Regions from separate parts of the Macaca fascicularis genome. Here region 1 is linked to region 2. The links are chromatin contacts, called in public Hi-C maps. All regions are on one chromosome and are shown on one strand. The core of a region is the stretch at or near the end of the contact, and the rest is flanking DNA. Distances in the headings are between cores, read along the strand shown.

Evidence for each region. A called contact is a pair of places that touch in the nucleus more often than the background predicts.
Region 1: a contact with region 2 is called in a Hi-C map of liver, with 4 times the contacts expected there. The contact joins the promoter of HECTD3 here to the promoter of TESK2 in region 2. A contact is called at or near these places in 2 of 2 Hi-C or Micro-C datasets (liver and skeletal muscle).

The regions. Positions count from the first base shown.
Region 1 is chr1:189,722,878-189,726,986 of T2T-MFA8v1.1, reverse strand. HECTD3 (HECT domain E3 ubiquitin protein ligase 3) reads right to left here and starts at 2,345. Exons shown (of 20, transcript XM_074008557.1): 1 at 1,890-2,345; 2 at 1,467-1,707; 3 at 1,193-1,285; 4 at 560-675; 5 at 361-474; 6 at 136-218. The coding sequence starts at 582. It overlaps UROD (uroporphyrinogen decarboxylase), which reads left to right and starts at 1,453. Exons shown (of 10, transcript XM_074008561.1): 1 at 1,453-3,136; 2 at 3,913-4,068.
Region 2 is chr1:189,227,643-189,231,923 of T2T-MFA8v1.1, reverse strand. TESK2 (testis associated actin remodelling kinase 2) reads right to left here and starts at 1,593. Exons shown (of 10, transcript XM_065523383.2): 1 at 1,305-1,593.

The sequences.
Region 1 (4,109 bases), core at 1,096-3,595, 490 kb before region 2:
GCTCCAAATCTCGGAGTTAGTTCAGCATCACCTTCACCCCAACTCCAAGCCTATCCTCTTCTCTCCACACTCACTGTCTGTCTGCCCCATCTCCACATCGGGCTCTCTTTCCCTCCTTAGAGCCTTAAGCCTCACCTCGGCACTCCACGATGCGGATCTCGATGATCGGGAGGTGGACAGTCATGTCCTCCAGGACACAGACATCACCAATCAGGGTCCTGAGGAGACGAGTGTGAGGCACTTCGGATACCTCCTGCCTCAGGCCTTCAGAGACTGCTGGAGTCTCACTCAAACTTAGGCTTCCAAGCTGGGCTAGGCTTGGAACACACCCTACTTCCCTCCCCAGGCCAGTGTGCTCACTCGTCAATGCTCACGTCACTCAGCTTCTTCAGGTTGTCCCCTTCGCCCCCATAGACCACCACCCGCTTTGGCATAAAGTTGTCATCTGTGGTATCTACTGTAAGTAGCAGCTTCCTGAAAGGTCAGAGTGTGAACATGAGTCTTTGTGAACCCACAGGAATGTGGCTCACCCATCCTGTCCTGCCCAGAGCCTACTTACTTGACAATGGTGCCCTTCTTCATGGTAAGCCGTACCCAGTGCTGGCACTGGGACCCATCGCTCTCCCAGTAGGTATCGGCATTGCTGTCTGTCAGGCAGGATACATTGAACTCCTCCTGGGGAGGGGCAGAGAGGTGGAGTCAGTAGTTACCCTCCCTCGCTGAGCTGGGCTTGTGCTCTGGACCAGGAGGACCAGAGAGAAAGCAGAGTGAAGCTGGGCTAACAGGCAACTGGTATGGGATAGGGGGCCGCTGGGTATGTAGGGGTTCCTACAGACTTCCAAGATAGGGAGCTGAAGTGAGTGTGGCCCGTGGGGACCCTGTTTTGGTCCTGGCCTGGAGGTGGGGGTTCTTTCTGGATCTAGCCTTGAGGGGTGTGACTATATCTTGCCTGGGGTGGGAGGAGCCCCAGCACCCACCGTGTAGGAGGAAACGTCTATGCTCTCCACATACTGCTTCACGCTACCCAGGTTCTCATCCTCCTTGCCCAGGTGGTCATACAAGAAGTGGATCAGGTCCTCGTCGCACTCGTAGGTCCATGTCGGGGGTACATAGCTAAGCAACCCCAAGCCCCTAATTAGACTGGGCCCAGACGCAGAGCTCCTTCCTCCCCACCCCATTCCAGCTCACTCACAGTAGCCTTTGTACAGCTTCTGCGTATGCCTCTGCTGGCTGAGGTCTCGATCCCAGGCGATGTGAGTATGTCAGGTCCACCACCTGTTCCCACCTGTGGGCACAGAGTAGGGAGTGGGAAAGGGAGACATCAGCGGGCAGCAGGACACTACCTCCATGCCGTGTAGCCTTCTCCTGGGCTCTATCTCCCGGTCTCCAGACGCCCCACCCGAGCCCCCTTCATGTCCCGCCCCTTCCTGTTCTTAACCCTGCCTCCACTCCAGTATCCCACCCACCCCAGGGTGCGGCTGAAGTGTTCCCAAGCCGTCCTGGCCTGGCCTTCGGACAGCAAGCCCCGCTCCTTCAAGTGCAGGACCTGAGCACCGGCCGATAATCCACGCCAAAGAGCTGCTGCTGCCGCTGGAGGTGGTTGGGAGTGTCGATGGGTACCAGGCGGGCTCCGCCCTCCGCCGGGCGGCACACCAGCAGCCAGCCTTCCTGCAGCCCGCAGTCGCCCAGGTGCTCTGCCAGCTGCTCCTGCCGGGACGCGCCGGATGGGGACAGCCGTCAGGGAACTGCCCAGCCGCCTGTCCTACCCAGCCCAGGGCAAAGGGCACCGAACGCAATGCCAACTCAATACAGGGGAGGAAAGGGAAACAGCCAGAGGTTTCTCTGGCCCCGGGGGTCTTTTACCTGGTCCTGGGTGGGGAAGAGCTCACCTTTGTCAGCTTCACCCAGAGCCCGTGGCCGTTGCACAGCTCCTCGCCCGTGGTGCGCACGCAGGCGCCGCGCCGGAGCTCGATGCTGTCGCGGGCGGCGCGGAGGGGCCCGGAGCCGGTTCCGGGGGCTGGGCCTGCGGCGCCCACACGCAACCCCAGGCCCTCTGCCTCCCACACGGGCAGGAGCACGCGCGACGGTCCTGCCGGGTCCTTGTAAAGCTTGTAGAGCACCTCTTGCGGCACGAAAGCCAGCGCTGCCGGCAGCGGCCGCCCAGCGCGGAGGCTCCGCGCTGCCTCCGCCAAGAAGCGCACGCGGCCCAGCAGCTGCCGCGGGGACTCCAGCACCGCGCCCGGGCCAGGACCCGCCATGGCTAAGTGGCGGAGGTGAGCGCCTAAGGGCGATCCTACCCGGTGAACAGCTGGCGCGACCGCGGACGGAGCTTCCCACCACGCCCTGCCCCGCCTTTGGCCAGCCTTCGCCGTATGTTCTGGACTAAGCGCACCCAGCGCTCACCGTATTGCACTGTGTACTCCTACACTCAATCATATTACCTACCTCTGTGCCACCCTAACCCAGCCGACCAAACCCAAGATTGGTGATTTCTACCTGATCAATCTCCTTCTCTCCATTTCCTTGCTACTACCATTTTATCTCTACTGCTACTACCCTCATTCAATAACCGTTCTATCTGGCCTGGATCATTGCCAACATTTTTCTGGTTCTTCGGCCTGCTCTTTTTCCTCCCACTCCCAACGAATTTGCTGGACTCCCTATCCTATAGGTGGTGTGACTAAAATGTTTGAGACAATGGCTCCTTCCCCTGCCACTGACAGGAGTCTTGAGTCATTCGGGTTCTGTTTGTCACTCCTAATCCCAAGGACACTGGTAATCGTTATTCATTTTAATGTGATTACTGATTTCTGTTTTCCCAGTCTTATAGCTTCTTAAAGACCGGGGCTGTCTTGAGCAGAGCTAACCTCTACACCTACTGTAGGTCCAGGCTCTTAGTAGGTAATGTAAGTATATGACGATTTCAGTTTCCTGAGCAGCCTGGTTCCATCATCCTCAGTATGCCTGGCTGAATAAGACTATTAGAATCATGAGTGGGACTTGAGCCAAGCCTCCGGATACCCAGACCGTCAGATGAGAACAAATTCCTCATGTCACCGTAACATACAGTTACAGCGGAGTTCTCTTTTCAGCGTTTGTTGTTGCGTCGCTACAGCGGACTTTACGGTGAAAAAAGGTAGGGGTCCTACGGGCAGCAGCCAGGGCAGCCCTGGAGCTGTCGCGGGAGTCTGATCATGTGATCTTCAACATGGCGACGCCCTTGATTCCCTACAGAAAGGGGCGGAGCCTGGACGGGGTGGGGGCAGGCTCACATTCAGGTTAAGTTGCGAATTGAGCTCGCAGTTACAGACAGCTGACCATGGAAGCGAACGGGTTGGGGTGAGTTCTCCAGAGCACGCGGTGTGGCTAGTTGAGCTTCTGAGTCTTCCAACTCAGGACTCTATCCCTGTACTCCCCTTTCCCCACCTTGGAGATCTCTCAACCTGGACTCTGTTAGCTGGGATCCTGAATCCTAAAACCATGGATTTTTGAGACGTTCATCCCAGGGGCCTTAATTCAAGGGATGCCTCAGGATTTCCAACCAGGATCTCTATTCTGGGACCATCAACTCTCATCCCTCTTTATCCCCCAGCCTGGGGATCTCTCAGCCTCTGAACCAGCCCAGTGACATTCCCGTTTCTGAGACTCCGTAGTCCGAAGACCCCCAAACTATCCTTCCTGGGCCTTATTTCCTCCCCCTAGTCCCTCTAGTTGCTTCGAGCTTGGGAGAGTAGGGACTAAGTGGAGGGAAGAGGCCCCAGGGCGGGCCCTTCTAGAGTTTGTGCACCACCTGATAGGCAGAGAGGCGGCGGAACGGGCGGAAAGCCAGGGTTTGGGAGCTGGCCTGGAGGAGGTAGATAGCGGTCCTCGACTAAATCAGCCTTATGAATCCGCACTTTACCCAACCTCCAGCCTAGCATACTGACACCTACCCCTACCCCCACCTGATTGCCAGACCTCAGGGTTTTCCGGAGCTGAAGAATGACACATTCCTGCGAGCAGCCTGGGGAGAGGAAACAGACTACACTCCCGTTTGGTGCATGCGCCAGGCAGGCCGTTACTTACCAGGTAAGAGGCCCTGGAAATCTAGATAAAACTCCGGAAGGCGA
Region 2 (4,281 bases), core at 344-2,843:
CTGTGGGAGGCCCAGGTGGGCGGATCACCTGAGGTCAGACTTTCGAGACCAGCCTAGCCAAAGTGGGGAAATCCCGTCTCTGCTAAAAATACAAAAATTAGTCGGGTGTGGTGGCGCATGCCTGTAATCCCAGCTACTCGGTAGTCTGAGGCAGGAGAATCGCGTGAACCTGGGAGGAGGAGGTTGTAGTGGGCTGAGATCGCGCCACTGCAGTCCAGCCTGGGTGACAGAACGAGACTTCGTCAGAAAAAAAAAAAAAAAAAATCCTGAAAGTTAACTTGTTCAAAACCAAATTCATTACCTTCCCTCAAAATTGCTTCTTTATGCTCCCTATTTCAGACGAGATCAGGCGCGTTGAGGGTGGTATGACCGGAGACTATGTTCCCTATTTCAATTAACACTACCGATTCACACCATCAGCCATGTCAGAAACTTCCTACTATTCCTCTCAACTCTATTTTGAAACCTCTTGGAATTTCGTGCCATTCCCTCCCGCCTAGATGAGCACACTCGTTTTCTGCCTACCTGGCCTTTCCGCCTGCACACGGTCTTCACTTTCAATCCTTCCTCTATATTTTCACCAGAGATAATGCAATCATACCAAGCTCCTGCTTACCAAACCTTCAACGGCTCTCCATGCCTGCAGCATAAAGTCCAAATTCCTCAGCAAGTTATTCTCAGAGGTATACAATTTAAAGATTTTTAAATTACACAAACCTGGGTTGCACTTGTAGCGAAATCTGAACACTGGCTTAGTCCAGTCTTCATAGTGAAGAGTAAAAAGCAGAGAGGGGAAAGGAAGGGAGATGATGACAAGGGAGGAAAGAAGAGGGGGAAGGCAGTAGGGTCTGAGGGGAGGGAAGTGTTTTCCCGGGTAGAGGTGATCGTTTTCAAGGGAAGAGTGTGTCGGAGGGAAGTCAAGTGAAGGAACCCAGAACTCTGAGGCCGGAGCGGGTATGCGAGCAGGGAGGCGCTCAGTGGGGAGCTGGAAGTCTCTGAAACAAGAGTTTTCCGAGAAAACGAAAGATCCCTAACGCGAGCGAGGTAACTTCTAATGGGTTCCCAGGTTCTAAGGGGGAGCAGACGTGGCGGGGAGCCTGAGGGAAGTGAGAAGGAAAGGGGAAAGCGGCCGAGAAGGGAACGTCCGCCGCCGCTGAGAGGGGGACCTCTGGGAAGCCGAGGGGTCCCGTCGTGTGCGGAGGGGCGCAGGCGCCTCTGCTCCGGGGCAGAGGAGGTGGAGCGGCCGCGCGCGCGGGCCGGGCAGGATGCCCGGGTTTGTGTCCCCCGTCCTCTCTTCATGTTACCTGAGGCAGGACTGAGCAGCCAGAGGGGTGCGTGCGCGGGCGAGAGGAGGAGACGCCGGCAAAGAGGGAGCATAGTAACCCTCACAGCTCGTTGGTGGCAGCGGCTCCTTAGCCTGCGGAGGCGGTGGGAGCCCCTAGCGCAGAAGCCGGCGACTCAGCTGGGCCAGTGGCGGCGGAGAACGAGGAGACCACTGCCATGGCCCCACAGTCGGGGCCGCTCCCCCCGCCTGTTTGGCGGGGCCAGGAGGACAATCCGACCAGCGAAACCAAGAGGGCAGCTGGTAACTCTGCTGAGCTCCCGGGCCGCGAGAGACTGAAACGCCTACCGGGCCCAGCAGGGGGGCTGGGGGCGGGGTCTCGCTTGACCACGCCCCTCCCTCAAGCCCTCCCTCAGAGTAGCCAATCAACCGTCAACTCCTGATAAACGAGCTAGTGGGATTACCCAATTAGCGCTAGGAATGCCACGTGGTATGAGGGTGGGCACAATGGGCGTCCAGAAAAGCCAATCAACAGCCGTAGGCGCCAACTCCGGAGGACGAAGGGAACCAATAGGAAGGAAGTCGAGGTAAAAACAGAAGAAGCAGTGTGTGGGAAAGACGGAACGGAGGAGGAGGGAATACACCTGGGGGAAACTCAAGTCCAGGAGCCTCTTAGAGGGCGGGGAAGTAAACACAAGATGGACCAATAAAAATGTTAAACACAGAAATGATTGGTAATTGATAAAGCCAATTGAAAATGGACTAGACTGGCGCGGCTTTCGGGTTGGTCAAGGTATAGCTGAGTAAGGAAAAGCGGTAAGAATGCGGCGTCCCGCAGGATCTCAGTATAGTGAGGAGGAAAAAATATATAAATAATAGCGACTTGAAATAGTAAGAGCAATCAGTAGAGCTAAACAAAATGCTAGGGAAGAAATTAATCAGGACTATGAGATTCGGTTAAGTGAAGGCTTGGAGGTAACACTTCAGCTAGCTTGAAAACAGATTTTGAAAGAAAGCTGGTGGGGAATAAGTCGGGATTTTTTGTTTGTTCTGTTGGTTTTTTTTTTTTTTTAAGAAGGGTCTCACTCTGTCGCCCAGGATGGAGTGCAGTGGCGCGATCATGGCTCACTTACAGCCTCAAACTCCTGGACTGAGGTGATCCTCCCAACTCAGCCTCCCCGGGTAGCTGGGACTACAGGGGCACGCCAGCATGCCCGACTAATTTTTTGTATATTTTGTAGAGGTGGGGTTTGCCATGTTGCCCAGGTCTGTGACTCCTGGACTCAAGTGATCTGCCCACGTCGGCCTCCCAAAGTGCAGGGATTACAGGCGTGAGCCACTGCTCCCAACTAAGAATTCTGCCCGCTATTCAAGGCACATATTTATTCTCTCTTTGCATGTGCCTGGACATCAGGAGCTCATAATCTCATGCCTGAAGAGACTGGAACAGGAAGACAGCAAGAGCAAGCAGTATGGGACTTACTGTATTAGCACTCCCAGGGGTTAGAGACTCCTTTTCAGACATCTTAAGACTTCCATCCTCCTGGAAGAGTATAGGTGGTATGCATTCCTGGTGGCAATAAAGTTTAAGAAATATGGCCAGGGCCAGGAGCAGTGGCTCCCACCTGTAATCCCACCACTTTGGGAGGCCGAGGCAGGGGGATCAAGATGTCAGAAGATCAAGACCATCCTGGCCAACATGGTGAAACCTCATCTCTACTAAAAATATAAAAATTAGCTGGGTGTAGTGGCACGCACCTGTAGTCCCAGCTACTCGGGAGGATGAGGCAGGAGAATCGCTTGAGCCTGGGAAGCGGAAGTTGCAGTGAGCCGAGATCGCACCACTGCACTCCAGCCTGGGCGACAGAACAAGTCTCCCTCTCAAAAAAAAAAAAAAAGAAAGAAAGAAAGAAATATGGCCAGGCACGGTGATTCACTTCTATAATCCCAGCACTTTGGGAGGTCAAGCTGGATCACTTGAAGCCAGGAGTTCGAGACCAGCCTGGGCAACATAACGTGACCCTGTCTGTACAGGAAAAAAAAAAAAAAAGTCCAGAATGGTGGCATGTACCTGTGGTCCTAGCTACTTGGGAGGCTAAGGCCAGAAAATCACCTGAGCCCAGAGGTCAAGGATACAGTGAGCTGTGGATGGTGACACTGCACTCCAGCCTGGACAACAGAGCAGGACCCTGTCCCAAAAAATATATAAAAAGAAAGAAAGAAATGTGGTAGGAGATATTGGAGAGAGAAGAGGCTGCATGTGGGTTGGGCTTAAATTCCAATATTCAAATTTGTCCTTTTTTATGCTGTGAGTGCTATTCTTGAGCAGGACCATAAACTAAACAGGGCAGTGTTATAGGAAGATTAATTGGTAGCTCCCAGGATCTCTGAAGGTAGAAGAGAGATCACCCCAGCCCAGTTCCCCTAACCAAAGGCTTTTTGGTGCCATTCTTCTGGCAACAAATCATGTGCTGCCACCTGGTGACAGCTCAAAAAACAATTTTCCATATTGCTGTTTAATATTTCTGTTGAGGTTGGGTGTGTGAGCTCAGACCTATAATCCCAAGGGCTTTGGGAGACTGAGGTAGGAGGATCTCTTGAGCCCAAGGGTTTGAGACCAGCCTGGGCAACATAGTGACACACATCTCTACAAACAAAAATCTTTTTTTAATTAGTGGGTGTTGTATCACATGCCTGTAGTACTAGCTACTAGGGAAGCTGAGGCAGGAGCATCACTTGAGCCCAGGAGTTCGAGACCAGCCTGGGCAAGATGGCGAAACCCTATCTTTACAAAAAGGACAAAAAATTAGCCGGGTGTGGTGGCGCATGCCTGTCGTCCCAGCTACATGGGAGGCTGAGGTGGGAGGATCGCTTGAGCTTGGGAAGTTGAGGCTGCAGTGAGCTGTGATCTCGCCACTGCACTCCGGCCTGGGTAACAGAGTGCAACTCCATCTCAAAAGAAAAAAAAAGTGGACCTATGCAGTTCATGTTCTGTGATG